Linked DNA regions of Mus musculus: regions 1, 2 and 3 are each linked to region 4. A link is a contact called in public HiChIP or PLAC-seq and promoter capture Hi-C data. All regions are on one chromosome and are shown on one strand. The core of a region is the stretch at or near the end of the contact, and the rest is flanking DNA. Distances in the headings are between cores, read along the strand shown. Region 1 has its middle 110 kb from the start of Zswim2. Region 2 has its middle 67 kb from the start of Zswim2. Region 3 overlaps Itgav (integrin alpha V). Region 4 holds the start of Tmx2 (thioredoxin-related transmembrane protein 2).

Region 1 (3,527 bases), core at 740-3,239, 630 kb before region 4:
TGGTCCAACAATGTGTGTAGTATGCACTCACTAATCTGCACTGTAAACTTCCCCCTGTAGAGGAAACACTGACCCTATGTTTGATGAGCACAGAAACTTTGGGTTGTGCCCAAAGCCCTGGATCATGTCCTCATCCCAGATGTTCTTCCACACTACTAATCTGGCAAAGATCACAGGCTGCAGCTTGTCTGGGTCAGGGAGATGGAGCTAGGAATTTGTTCTCTTGCTTCAGCTTAACGCATCTATCTGCAGGACTTTTTGCCAATTATATTTGAACACTGATGTGATTAAGTGTCTTTTTATATATTATAAGCCTGTGAAATTACCTTTCTGTGAAATATCTGTCCATACAATCTGTATTTTTCTGTTGAGTCCTTTCTTATCGTATCATTCATTGGAATTATAAAAGGACATAATTATATTCGTATATTTCATCTGTAAAAGATTAAAGTACTTGAATTTAAAATGCTTCCTCCTGGGTCGGACATCTCTTTATTTATCTTTTTAATAGCAGTAAAAGGAGGTGTTGTCAATTGCTGATGAAGTTTAATCACTGAGCACATGGCGGGGGCTTCTGTCATTGAAAAGGTAATCAGCATTTTGAAAACAAATTCAAATGAAATTCAGTTCACGGTTAAACAAATTTTTCTTTAACAGTCAAAGTATTACTATCATTTAAAAATTATCTTTAGTATATATTTTGTTTTAGATATCATAAGAATCTTAACTTTTATAAGCTCAAGTAAGCCAAACATAGAAAGATGAGCTTGATCAGTGGTATTATGCTACAGTTGGCTAGGGATGAGAATATAGTTCAGTATTACAGCAGTTGCTTAACTTGAGAGGCCAAATCTACTCCATCTTGGGACTGGCCCCCATCTTAAAGAAATTAATGAAGCCTGAAAATTTGACCTGCAGCAGAACTCAAGCTACACCCATGTACCAGGAAGGATACCATGGCTTGTCCTTGGCCAAAGTTACTCCCTAGCTACTTCTTAGCAACAGTTAATCAAAGATTAGTCTGATTGCTTCAGATGTACCTTCAGACTGTGATTGTATTCAGTCTTGCTTTAGAGCACCCACCTGTCAGCTTACAATAGACATTCAATTAGATACTTGCTAGGATGGACCCCCCGCCCCCCCATTTACTTCCATTTTCTATAAAACCTTCTCCTGCTGAGGGTTCCAGGCTGCTCTGCCTTCCCTTCCCATCCTGCTGTGTCAGGATTGGGTTAGAGGAGAGCCCAGGCCTGAGCTTGTAATAAAGAGACCCTAATGCTATTACACTGGAAATGGTTCCTTGGTGGGCTTTGATGTTCACGAGTGCCTCCTGGCAAACAAACACACATAAATTCATGGATTTAGTCTCCAGTAATTGAAACACATGTATGAGCATGCTTGCACACACACACACAAACTTAGTTATAAAGAGTACTGATATGCTAATAAACATATGTTAACTGAGGATGACAGAAATAAGCTATAAAATTAGAAAGATTTTGCAAGTTTTTTACCATGAAAAAATAATAAATAGTTGAAAAAGATAAATATGTCTGATTTGATTTAAACATTATGTACACGTTGAATGTTATACTCTACCCTGTTAATGTGTATAACTTTATGTATCAGTAAAATATAATGTAAAAGATGGTTTACTTAAAACCACATCTATAATAATTTATCCAAAGTCCAGATGTTTATACTGGAAGCTTTTAGAATAGAAGGTCATGCTGGAATCTTAACCCATATTTCCATCTCTCCACTGCTTGATGGTCCCTATTTTCAGCTGTTGAGCTGAAGAAGACCTTTTAAGGTTAAGCCCTTTTACTTTGGGCTACTTTCAGATTCATAGAAAAGCTGCAACTGCAGTAAGAGCATCTTGTCCGCCCTTAAGCCAGTTCCCTCTTTTGTTGACATCTTACACAACTCTAATGAATCTGCAGGACTAAGGATCTACAAACCAAGCTCTGGCCTTGAAATGTCACACCTCTCTATTTCCTACTGTGAAACTCCATGCAGGATCTCCCACCAGTTTCCAGTTACTAAGTCTCCTCTGTTTCTCAAGCCTGTAACAATTCGCAGACTTGTTTTTCTTGATGCTCACTGTTTCAAGGTGTATTGGCTGATGGATTTCACAGAAAGCTTCCCAAAATTTTATGGTGCTTTGGTCCTTATCACTTTGGAGTCATTAGTTTCTGTAAAGGATTTCACAGAAGCCAAGTACCCTATTCCATTACATCGAGTGGGCTGAGTGTCGTCAGCATGACTCATCACTGGTAGCTTTAACTCCTATCGCCTGGTCACGCTGGTGCTTGCTGGGTTTTCTGTGGAGAAGTGGATATACTGAGTTATCATGAATAGCCTAGATCGACGGATGATGATTTAATACAGAAATAACTGAGTCACACATCTTCACAATGCTATTTTGCATGTTTTGTATTTATCTTCGCTGCAATCATCTCCAGGGTGTTGGCAGTACATTTCTCTTGGGTTTGACTTTTCCCAACTCTTTATTGACCCTTACTGGAGGTTATTCCAAATAATTAAAATAATTAAGCTGTAGTCTTTTGTGATTACCTTTTTGTGTGTGTGTATCTCTGTTGGTATGTGTTTATATGTATGTGTGTGTGCTGTGTTTATATGTGTTCATATGTATGTGTGTGTTCACATACAGGTGTGTTCATATACATCTAGAATGTAGAAAATAAATGTGGGTGTCATTTTTCAGGCACTTTCTATTATTTGTTTGTGACAGCATCTTTCATTGGCCCAAACCTGTACCAAGTAGGCTAGACTGTTTGCCAAACAGGCTTCAGGAATCTGCCCATCTCAGTTTCCCAACAGCTGGAATTATAAGCATATGCCAACATGTCTGGCCTTTTACATGGTCTCTACGGATCCAACTTAGGTCCTCCTACGTGTGAGCCAAGAACTTTACTAATAGAGCCATCCATCTATGACTGGCTTTTTGATGGACAATTTTGAATAGCCTATAAAGAACCATGTCAATACATCCAATTACAGTGTTGAATCAGCACATTGTGTGCACAGTCTGACAGCGATTACAGGCTTGACACCTATAGATGTCCAGTTCTATTTCTAGCTTATTAATATTAACTAATATTTGATTCATCATGCACTAGAAAATGTGCAAAAAACTTAACATGTTATTTTATTTAATTCATGAAGTGGGTATTACCATTTCCACTTAATAGTGAAAACTATTAACAGGTTTTTTGTTTGTTTGTTTGTTTTGCTTTGTTTTTTTGTTTTGTTTTGTTTTGTTTTTTTGAGACAGGGTTTCTCTGTATAGCCCTGGCTGTCCTGGAACTCACTTTGTAGACCAGGTTGGCCTCGAATGCAGAAATCTGCCTGCCTCTGCTTCCTAAGTGCTGGGATTAAAGGCGTCCACCACCACTGCCCGGCTTCAACAGTTTTTGTTTTTGTTTTTAAATAAAGTAGACTTTCTAAGATTTTATATAAATCATGGAGAAAATTTAAAGGCAGCTTATAAGGGTTTAGCAAGT
Region 2 (3,560 bases), core at 515-3,014, 670 kb before region 4:
AGGCCCAGAATAATTCTTATTTTCTATCTTATCTAGCTCTATTTTACCTACTGTTCATTTCCCAGAAGGGATAAAGTTACAGGAGCATGAGTCCTCCATCCTTAAATGATGTTTTAATAAGATGCTAATACTACTCACAAGAGGGGAGTTTATGACCTGGTCACCTCCCAAGGCCTGTACCTTTTACTATTATGGTTTTGGGAATTAAGGAGAGCACTGTGCCAAATCATAGCTATTAGTGATAGTGGTATCCATAGCTGAACTACATGGCTTAAGAAAACAAAAACAAAACGAAAACAAAATCTTGTCAGTTGACTAAAATCCAAATTAATGTGAATTACAAAACATTTCACATATTCTATATATGGATTAACTATACCGTAAGACCTGATGCATCAATTAGATGACACAGTGCACAGACACTGACATTAGCCTGCCCATCTAGAACATTTCTAGATATAGGCAAGCAGTTTAGGGAATTTAAATGGCTCATCTAAGGTCAATCAGGATTTAAAGGCTCTTCCACTTTGCGTTCCCTGTCTTCTAGAGGTGAACAGGCTCAATGGCAGAAGTCCCAGGGCAGAAAGGAGAGAGATAGAGGATATATTTTTATTCCATTTAAGGAAATGATCTGAAACTTGCTTCGAGCCTTCCTTGTATATTCTATAGGCTGGAATGGGGTCATGTGGCAGTTGGTGTTAGGAAAATGGCGTTTATATGGCTAATCATGTATTTATGCAAACATAGGAACACTCTGTTATCAAAAGGAAAAAGGGGCAATGGATCCCAGTCTCTATACTTCTTTTAGTTTTATAAACATTTAATGTCTTTACAAACAAAATTGCAAGTTTCACAAACAAAAATGTTAAAAATTACTTTTACTTTAGAAAACATGTTAAATTGTGGTTTTGTGTGGAAAAATATAAAAGGAAATGTTCTTCTATTGAGACAGAAAGTTGCAGTAACTTTAATACAGCATCCAATCCAATCAAAGCCTTCATGCCTGGTGATTCTGTTGGGAGTTCTTTTAATTTTTGACATTAGTATGCACAATTTTAGGAAGAATGTTGATACATATTTTTCAGTTTTTAAGGAATGGAAAATCATACTATTAAGTGATTATAAATAGCCTGTCTGACTTTTAAGAAAAGTTGCTATTTACTATCTTGCTTTTATAAAGAATCAAATTTTAATGACATCTGTTACAAAAGGGTATATGAAAATTTTGATCTCAATGGAACTGCAAGGTTGTATCTTCTTTTAAAATAAATTTCTTTTTAAATTAAAAGCACAAACATGAATATTAACATCTTTTGTAACATCAGTAAGCTAAATATTTTTCTGAAATTGTTTTGTCTGCAAAATGGCTCTTTAACCTCTTTGCAACTCCCCCCTTCCAAAGTGACTGAAGTTCTGGAAGAAGTATAATTTACCATGTTATACACTTGCCAAAAAAAAAAAAAAAAAAGAATTCCTGGCTTGGATTTTATCCAGGAAGACATCTGTTTGCTAAAAACTAATAATAGCAGAAACCTAATGATGTGCCAAACAAGTTATTTTAATAGAAATGCTTTGTTTTGAGAGTTTAAGGTTGGTTACTCAGCAGAACAGCCATGTTTCTCAGGGTTTTGTGGGGAGTCTTCACGAGTAGACACATTGCTAGGACACATTCTGAAGGCAAGGTAACTATCTGCCAAGTGCTCTCCCTCTGACCTTCCACGATCAACTGCACTGAAAGAGTGGGTGGATGCTGGTAGCAAGTCATGGCTTAGACGGTGGCAGTACACATGGGAGGCTGTCCATTGTTTCCATAAGGACAAATATTCATTCAAATGTCTAATGACTTTCTCGAAATCTCCTTAAAATAAAAATTCCACCCGGGTTTTTTTGGATTTATTATCTCTCCTCCCTCATTTTCCTCTTACGTTTTCTTGCTCTGTATAAAGTAACACAGAGAACTGAATGCTTGTTCAAGATGGAAAAGATGGAAAAGGGGATAGAAGTTATGATTGGGTTCAGATTCATACTGTGGTTTATTTCAGTGTTTACTTTGCAATTTCTTGCCTAGTTGGCATGGCTTTCATTTAAACACTGGACCAGTGGCCATGCTCATTTGGAAACACACATACAATTTTATCCAGCTATGTCTCAGGTGTCAATGAGAAGGCATTCTCTACACCCCACAGAGATATCCATGCCAGTTAGAGTAAGCACTGGCACGTCTGTATTACAAGAAAACATAAAGTATCTTATTTTCTTTACCTAGAATATTAATAATATATTTGAAATCGCATAAAGAGACTCAAAACTTAGAATTAAAATACAGTGTTTTGTGCAAGAAATTTCTGTGTGGTAAGATTAAATAAGGCTTACATTTTCTGAAGAACTCATTCTGAAATGTGACTGCTATTATGCACATTAGATCATCATTTTGTATTAATTAGCCAGCCTCCACAGGCACATGGCATTCTCAATGCTCTGTACAGCAAGCACAGCCAGGGGACTATTTTCTGGCCAAGTCTGCCTCTGCTTTTTGCTGCCAGCCATGGGAAACAGATTTTGGCCGACACAAATGCTAAGATTATTCCAGGAACTTTCTGGAGCACCTGGATGTCTTCTAGTCTCTGCTGACATCCATGATTTTCCAGGATAAGGCTACTTTTCTGGGAGGGCCTTTAAGCAGAAGACTTCATTCTAGATATCAAGATAGAGTTTCAAAGCACATTGAGGGGCCCATAGGAAAGTGTAACAGAAGGAGCTGTAACACGTTGCTGTTTAACTTAGTAAGAGAAAGCCTTTATTGTTCTTTTAGTTTATTTTAGCATGACATACATGTAGTGAACAGTTGTTTTAGTTTTATCACTACCATGAGGCTTGTAGTGGGAACTGTGACTGTGGTCAAGATGAAGAACATTTAAAAATCAGAAATATTCTCCTTCATGTCTCTATGTAGCCAGCCTCCTTCCCCCAAAACACTGTGTTGTAGATAAAAAGACTTCTTGTTTTGCCTATCTCTGAATGACATAACTAAGGTTATATAGTAAGTGGTTTTTATGTCTGGCTTCTTTGATGGAACTTGGTACTTTTGAATAGTATATATTATTGGAGATAATCACTCCTTTTAATGCTTATAGAATCCAAAGTGTATCTGTGCAGATTCTTAGTGTTCTGAGCCTCTCAGGGCAATATTACTTTTCTTAGGAAAGCAGTCCATTTCCTCTATTCCTGTACACCCAGAAACAGCAATGTGACAGTTCAAACAAGTATGAAAGAAGGGGAAATTTGCTGGAGAATATTTAACAAAATCATTTCATCTTTTGTGGAAGGAATGGAGGTGGACACAAATGATGCTTCCATTGATTGCTCATATCCACATTCCGACCTTTAGGGCAGTGGCATCTGGTGATAAGGATGTCCTATTGCAACCATAGAGGAAGTGTCACGAGCACTGTGGAGGGCCAGCTGGATGACTTAGCATGTGCTCAGAGGAAAGCTGCACAGAAAGAACTGTTCTCTTTGCCATTAATGCAGGGTATATGTCCACTGGGAATAGCCCGAGA
Region 3 (3,131 bases), core at 259-2,758, 920 kb before region 4:
GGTCTCATGTATGTTAAGCACTTTCACCCCTGAACTGAACCCCCAGTCTGTCTTTACTAACCAGAGCATTTGCTTTACATTTCCGGCGCACGCCTTTAATCCCAGCACTTAGGAGGCAGAGGCAGGCAGATTTCTGAGTTCAAGGCCAGCCTGGTCTACAAAGTGAGTTCCAGGACAGCCAGGGCTATACAGAGAAACCCTGCCTGGAAAAAACCTAACAAACAAACAAACAAACAAACAAACAAACATGTCTGAAAAGAGCACTTAGCGATGCATCTATGTGCAGCTAGTTCTTTTACTTTTTTTTTTTTTTTTTTTTTTTTTTTTTTGGTTTTTCGAGACAGGGTTTCTCTTTTAGCCCTGGCTGTCCTGGAACTCACTCTGTAGACCAGGCTGGCCTCGAACTCAGAGATCCGCCTGCCTCTGCCTCCAGAGTGCTGGGATTAAAGGCGTGTGCCACCACCACCTGGCTGTGTAGCTAGTTCTTAATGCTTCCATTATTTGTTTTAGACATAAAAATTATGAAGTAATGAAGTCATTATTTCCTAAGATACATTCTAACTACAGTGATTTGTGACTTGTGAACCTGCCTTTGCAAACACCTTTAAAAAAAGATTATTTATTTTATGTATATTAGTACACGGTAGCTGTACAGATGGTTGTGAGCCATTATGTGGTTTCTGGGGTTTGAACTCAGGACCTCTGCTCACTCTGGCCCTGCTTGCCCCGGCCCAAAGATTTATTTATTATTATATGTCAATGCACTGTAGCTATCTTCAGACACACCAAAAGAGGGCATCAGATCTCAATATGGATGGTTGTGAGCCACCATGTGGTTGCTGGGATTTGAACTCAGGACCTTTGAAAGAACAGTCAGTGCTTTTAACTGCTGAGCCATCTCTCCAGCCCTACAAATACCTTTTTTATGGGAATTTAGCCACACCCATTTGCTTATTCACTGTCTGGAAAGTTGAGTCATTCTGGAGTTGACATAGTTAGTATATGACCCCTGTTTCCTGAAGTACTTAAATGTCTGGATCTTTTCAGGAAAGGTTTGTGGAACTCTGGTCCAAGTCAAACATCTCAAAGAAAAGCATCATAGAACACGTAGACAGAGGAAATGCCTCTCTTAGCAAACCAGGCTATAGTACATGCTCTTTGGTCAGACCTTTGACATAGGACATACCAGCAGGCTCCAATTAAGAAGGCTGAAACTTACCCAGAGTGGACACTGAGGAGGAGTAGAGCTGGAAAACCTGGGTGATAGCCTCGGATTCCCCTGGCTCTGAACCGGAGCTCTGGGCAATCAATCCCCTTAACCACGCTGAGCCCTCACTCCCTTATTGGAAAAACACCGAATCTGCCCAAGCCTTTCCGAGGTACTGCTTGGCGTATGTTTTTCTTTTCTTCTGTTTCTTTTTAAAATTCTTCTCTCATATGTAAGTGTCCCCTCTCTCCCCTCCTGCCAGCACCGTTTGATAGTTCGTGTTCATTCATGCTTCAGTAACCTGTACAGCGCAGAGCAGGATGGTTCCAGTTTTGTGAGGCTGCCTGCTGACCTCTGAGCCTTTGCCTGCTTGGCTGTGGCGGTTTATGTCCGTGTGTGCTGGGGCTGGCTTTGTTGTTGTTGTTCGGCTGGCTGCTGATGCATTGACTTTTGTTTCTAGCGTGACCTGCGTATACAGCCTGGATAAAGAGCCTCACTCTTAGCCTCCCAATTACTTCCTTATTGTTCGTGTTTGCTTGTGGCTTTAACAGCAATATCCATAATCACACTTGGCCTTAAGCACTAACCAGATGTCTGTCTGTTGAAAACCTGACACGGTGTGGAGACTCTTTGAACGCTATGCTCCCCTGAATCCGTTGCTCCCGACCTCTAATTTTGATAGCCATATTTGGATAGTTAAGGTTTCTAGTTTTTTCTTCCACTTTTCAGATAATGGCCATCAGGTTGCTGATCAAAATAGCACAGCTCAGTAGTATTCATAGTGCCAGCTGGTTGGCTGTTGACAAGTCACTTAATGCCTCTAGACTGGGCTTCTGAACCCGTGACTAGTAATCACAGCTCTCCAAGGATTGTTCTGAGCTAAGTGAATAGCTTCCGGTAAGTGCTTAATGCACGCCTGTGGCCTCTCTGTCCCCAATCACTCCTTGTCATAATATTTCCAGGCTTGACAAGCGGAAGTAGTTTTGGCTATCAGTGGAGATAAACACTGAGCCCTTCACTGAACTAAGCTGTTGTATTCAGAGAGTTTTTAAATTGTCAGAAGCACCCGCTTTAGTACGTGCCTGTCAAGGATATTTTAAAGAAGTTGTATTTCCAACTGGATATCTCAGGAAACCAAATAAAGCAGAAAGTTGCATAGTACAAATAAAAAAAGCATGTCTTCATAAACGGCTTAAGGCCATTGCCCAGATGCAGCTTGAATGGAGGAAATGCATGGTGGAGTTAAGGTTGAAGTACAATTCCTTGGTGTGACTCACTAGACACTGGAAACCCCAGTCCACATTTTTCCTATTCCCTCTTGGTTAGAAAAATTTACATTACAGTAGTGTTACACTTTTGTGGCCATTTTCTTAAAACAACAAAAAAAATTATTTTATTGTGTAATCTTGGGGCAGTTCCCAGATTTTAAAATTGGGTTCCAAGATTGGAAGGGATTGTTTGCCCCCCCCCCCCCAATTCTTAGAAGTTTGACATTATGATTAAAATGAACTATTTTTGGTTTCTATACTTGAGTGGCCTGACTGGGAGTAACTTATGATGTATCTGAAATGCAAGGAAAACAAATTTTTTTGGTAACTAAAAGATGGCATCTAATAAAGGAAGAATTAAAAAAAAAAAAAAAAAAAAAAACCAAACCTGAGCTGCCTCTCTATTCTGGGTGTAGTATTGCTCATGATTAAAGTTAGCTTAAATTAATTGGCCAGTTACTTAGATCAGAATCAGTCACTTTTCCTGAGACTTACAAAGAACAAACAAACAAAACAGAGTAATTACAGGAAAGCAAATTATTGACTGCTATAGTTGGAGGACACTTGAGAGCCATATTTAAACGAACTTAATCAGCTCCTATGACTGTAGCTACAGAATAGTGGCATAGTTTACTCTGCAGATAACATTAAGTTTG
Region 4 (3,362 bases), core at 361-2,860:
GTCATTGCTATTTTAGCATAAATACCTGTATAGGTATTTATTAGCTCTATGTCCACAACCTTTACGGCAAATGTTAATTGTTCTTACATACTGCTTCTTAGATGGTTGAGGGGCCTCCCTCCCCACACCTCATATTTTTGTAATCTTCCCTGTTTTTCTATCCCACCGCAGGAAGATAGTGTGCATAGTTACTATGCCCAGAGTATTCGATTTTCCATCCAAGTCATTTATTTTGTTGAGTCAGCGACCTTCGTCTGCCAGTCTATCAGAGAATTGAATAAGGTTAGACAGCACTTTCTGAACGCTGCGTTTCCTTGGGAAATCGCCTAACTACACTGTGATCACTTCGTTAAAAATTAAACAAAAAAAATTTAATGGTATTTCTACTATTGGCCTTTTCTTCACTGGCGCCCCAGGTAGCTTGGAATCACTGTAGAATACTGTTCATCTGTGATGGAAACCCTGTAATCTGTTTCTCCATCTTAAACACGGAGGTTATGACTAGATAACGGCCTAGGCTCTGCACTCAGTCTGTAAGGCGGCTACATCCCGAAACCTGCTCCCAGATTTTCACATGCACCTGCAGGGCAGGGATGGTCAAGGTCGAGAGCTGGTAAGGCAGGGGGCGCTCACCCAGTCAAAGTCACACGGGTTGCCATCTTCGCGTTGCGTGGGGAGACCATTGCAAATCGGTGGCAGTTTCCTCACGAGGAGGAAAGCAATGGAAAGCAGAGCAGACAGAAGGCAATAAGGTCGGGCCAGCCATCGAGAAAGCCGCGGCACCGAGTACACCAAAGCAATCAGAGGCGCAAGGACAGCCATCTTTCCTGCCTACTCTCTCGCAGGCTCACTCCCGCTCCCCAAATCTTCGTCCTCCGCCCCCACCAGCAAGGCTTCTATTGGACCAAATATCAGATGCAACGCCTCCAGACCCGGATGTAGATCTCTTATTGGATGCTATAATAGATCAGAAAATGAATTAAATAGTCTATTGGTCCTCATCGTTGTCGCTTTTCTAACTGAGTCATTTTATTGGCTATTAGTCTGCGAACCACCTTCCTAACCAGTCTCTCAGGCGACGGAAGTAAGTTGCCGGAAGATGGTAGGCGGGGCTTAATGTATCCAATGATGGGACACTCTTAGACGAAGAGGGTGGTACCCTGTGAAAGTACTGTCCAATCAAAGTAATTAACGCCCGATCCCGGGTAACCAGGAGCGCAGAGTGCTATGGAGAACTTCACGGCACTGTTTGGAGCTCAGACTGACCCCCCACCGCCACCAAGCGCCCTAGGCTTTGGGCCTGGAAAGCCACCCCCGCCACCCCCTCCTCCTCCGGGAGGTGGTCCAGGCGCAGCCCCGCCCTCGACGGCAACCTCGGCCCCCGCAGGAGCGGATAAGTCGACGGCTGGAAGTGGCCCCTTCTACCTGATGCGGGAATTGCCAGGTGAGTAGTAGGCCAAGAGTAGCCACTCAGATTGTAGTTCAGGTGAGGGTGTGGCTAGCCTGTCCCGCTAGGTGTGAGATAACAGGGCTACGCGGGGCCAGTGGGCAACAGTGTCAGAAGCCCTTTGGCGATTCACAACCCTAAGGGATAACTTGATTTTCTGGGGTGGGTTTGGGTTGGGTGTGAATATCTGGGACAACCTTCAGCGAGAAGTTCTGTGATCCGGGTTCTCTGACTGCCGTTTGTGACTCTATAAAAACGTGAGCCGTTGTTTAGAACTCGGGAGACCCGATTTAACATTTCTGGAGACACTTAAGATTTTAGTTTAAAGTCTGTCACAAACTTGTTGGTTTGTAGCAAGTTGCCTTCCTTGTCAGGGACTCGGAGATTAACCTGTTCAAAGAAAGGATTAGAATTGAATCAATTCTTACTTTCATAAAATTATTCGGGGAAATTGTGGTGGTGGGGGGCGTGGCTCAGTGGTAGAACTCTTGCCTGCCTTGCAAAAGGCGTCGCGTTCACAGAATCATTTCTGAGTAGGTAGCATTCAAGAATAAACAAAGCCATCCCTGTTTGGATAGAGAGGAGATACTAGGTACAAGAAACTAAATCAGGAGACCTTGGGGGGCGGGGCTTAGAATATCTGAGGGGCAGAAGACACATTGGACTCAGGAAAGCGGAAAAAATCCAGTAGTGATGGGAAATAGGTAGAGGCTTTTATAAGGCAAGGTAGGTTGTTTAAAGTTCAAATTGAAGTCATTTCAATATAGGTGCAAAATGATCTAATTTAGTGATTTTTAGATATCCAGCAGAAACATGAAAAATGAAAATAGGATAATCAGAAGTTGCCAGTCAGTGTTCAGAAAAGGAATGGTTTGGACCAGGGCTTAGTGGTCGGGAAGCAAATGAATACAGGATACATGTTAAAGGTAAAGCCTACAGAAATAAAGAACTAAATATACACAGAGAGAGGAATTGTGAGTGTCCTGTACAAAGGGTACAGTAGTCTGAGACTAGGAAGGCATGGAAAGAAAAAATTTGAAGAGCTAAAACTTAAGAGGCGTTCTGGACATGTTAAGTCTTGGGGAACTTGTAGTACTCCATACCAGCACTCAGGAGGTGAAGGCAGAAGGAGCTATAGTTCAAGCCCAGCCTAGGAGACATGAGATCCTGCTTCAAAAAAGAAATAAAAACCTCAGTTATCCCAGTATTTATTAGCAAAATAGTTTGAAGTTCACATCAGTGCAGTGTGTAACAATATGTAATACTTACTATAGTCCTTTTAGATAGATAGGTATTGTCTGTATTTTTTAATTGAGAACTGAAGCATAAAGAAATGACTGTTAAGGCAGTTTTCTTTTTCCTTATTTTAGTTGTTTTTTGTTTTTTTTAAAGATATGTATATGACTACACCATTGCTCTCTATGGACACACCAGAAGGAGGCATCAGATCCCATTACAGATGCTTGTGAGCCACCAGGTGGTTTCTGGGAATTGAACTCAGGACCTCTGGAAGAGCAGTTGATGCACTTAACCACTAAGCCAGCTCTCCAGCCCATCTTACTGGGTTTTTGAGACATGGTCTCACTCAGTAAGCCTGGCTTGTCTCAAATTCATTGTAGACTAGGCTGGCCTTGAACTCACAGAGATCCACTTGCCTCTACCTTCAAGTATGTACCATCATGCCCAGCTTCTTCCAGCAGTTTATCTTTTGCATTACCTGTTCTAATTATACCATTAATAGATCAGTTGATAAGTACTGAATATCCAAGGTATGGTGGGATTATGAGAAGTAAAGATTATATACATATATATATGATTTATTTATTTATTATATGTAAGTACACTGTAACTATCTTCAGACACTCCAGAGAGGGCATCAGATTTCGTTATGGATGGTTGTGAGCCACCATGTGGT

What was found. Promoter capture Hi-C pulls out the DNA fragments that hold promoters and counts their contacts. HiChIP or PLAC-seq counts read pairs in DNA pulled down with a chosen protein or histone mark.
Region 1: an H3K4me3 HiChIP or PLAC-seq map of bone marrow-derived macrophages shows a contact between it and region 4, with 4 times the contacts expected there. The contact joins the enhancer-like site here to the promoter of Tmx2 in region 4. A contact is called at or near these places in 7 of 39 promoter capture datasets (the 3T3-L1 cell line, 3T3-L1-derived adipocytes, the HPC-7 cell line and 4 more), 3 of 115 datasets of contacts at active chromatin or transcription factors (bone marrow-derived macrophages, fetal liver and large pre-B cells) and 2 of 9 other capture datasets (adipose tissue and liver).
Region 2: a promoter capture Hi-C map of hippocampal neurons shows a contact between it and region 4, with 2.0 times the contacts expected there. The contact joins the enhancer-like site here to the promoter of Tmx2 in region 4. A contact is called at or near these places in 2 of 39 promoter capture datasets (the 3T3-L1 cell line and hippocampal neurons), 1 of 115 datasets of contacts at active chromatin or transcription factors (large pre-B cells) and 2 of 9 other capture datasets (adipose tissue and macrophages).
Region 3: a contact with region 4 is called in a promoter capture Hi-C map of the C10 cell line, with 5 times the contacts expected there. The contact joins the enhancer-like site here to the promoter of Tmx2 in region 4. A contact is called at or near these places in 2 of 39 promoter capture datasets (the C10 cell line and embryonic stem cells), 1 of 484 Hi-C or Micro-C datasets (B cells), 3 of 115 datasets of contacts at active chromatin or transcription factors (bone marrow-derived macrophages, embryonic stem cells and microglia) and 2 of 9 other capture datasets (adipose tissue and liver).

What each region holds. Positions count from the first base shown.
Region 1 is chr2:84,046,667-84,050,193 of GRCm38.p6, forward strand. No RefSeq gene overlaps it. Among named protein-coding and RNA genes, the nearest start is that of Zswim2, 110 kb to the left of the region's middle. Within about 2 kb of position 1,990, at least 10 of the 459 cell types and tissues checked have an H3K27ac peak or open chromatin away from gene starts, as enhancers often do. A contact at or near this core is called in bone marrow-derived macrophages, where this site is marked.
Region 2 is chr2:84,006,592-84,010,151 of GRCm38.p6, forward strand. No RefSeq gene overlaps it. Among named protein-coding and RNA genes, the nearest start is that of Zswim2, 67 kb to the left of the region's middle. Within about 2 kb of position 1,765, at least 13 of the 459 cell types and tissues checked have an H3K27ac peak or open chromatin away from gene starts, as enhancers often do. A contact at or near this core is called in hippocampal neurons, where this site is marked.
Region 3 is chr2:83,757,788-83,760,918 of GRCm38.p6, forward strand. All of the region lies in intron 4 of Itgav (integrin alpha V), which reads left to right. Among named protein-coding and RNA genes, the nearest start is that of Itgav, 35 kb to the left of the region's middle. Within about 2 kb of position 1,509, at least 124 of the 459 cell types and tissues checked have an H3K27ac peak or open chromatin away from gene starts, as enhancers often do.
Region 4 is chr2:84,677,218-84,680,579 of GRCm38.p6, forward strand. Tmx2 (thioredoxin-related transmembrane protein 2) reads right to left here and starts at 1,611. Exons shown (of 9, transcript NM_025868.4): 1 at 1,426-1,611; 2 at 634-957. The coding sequence starts at 822. Med19 (mediator complex subunit 19) reads left to right here and starts at 1,185. Exons shown (of 5, transcript NM_025885.3): 1 at 1,185-1,444. The coding sequence starts at 1,228.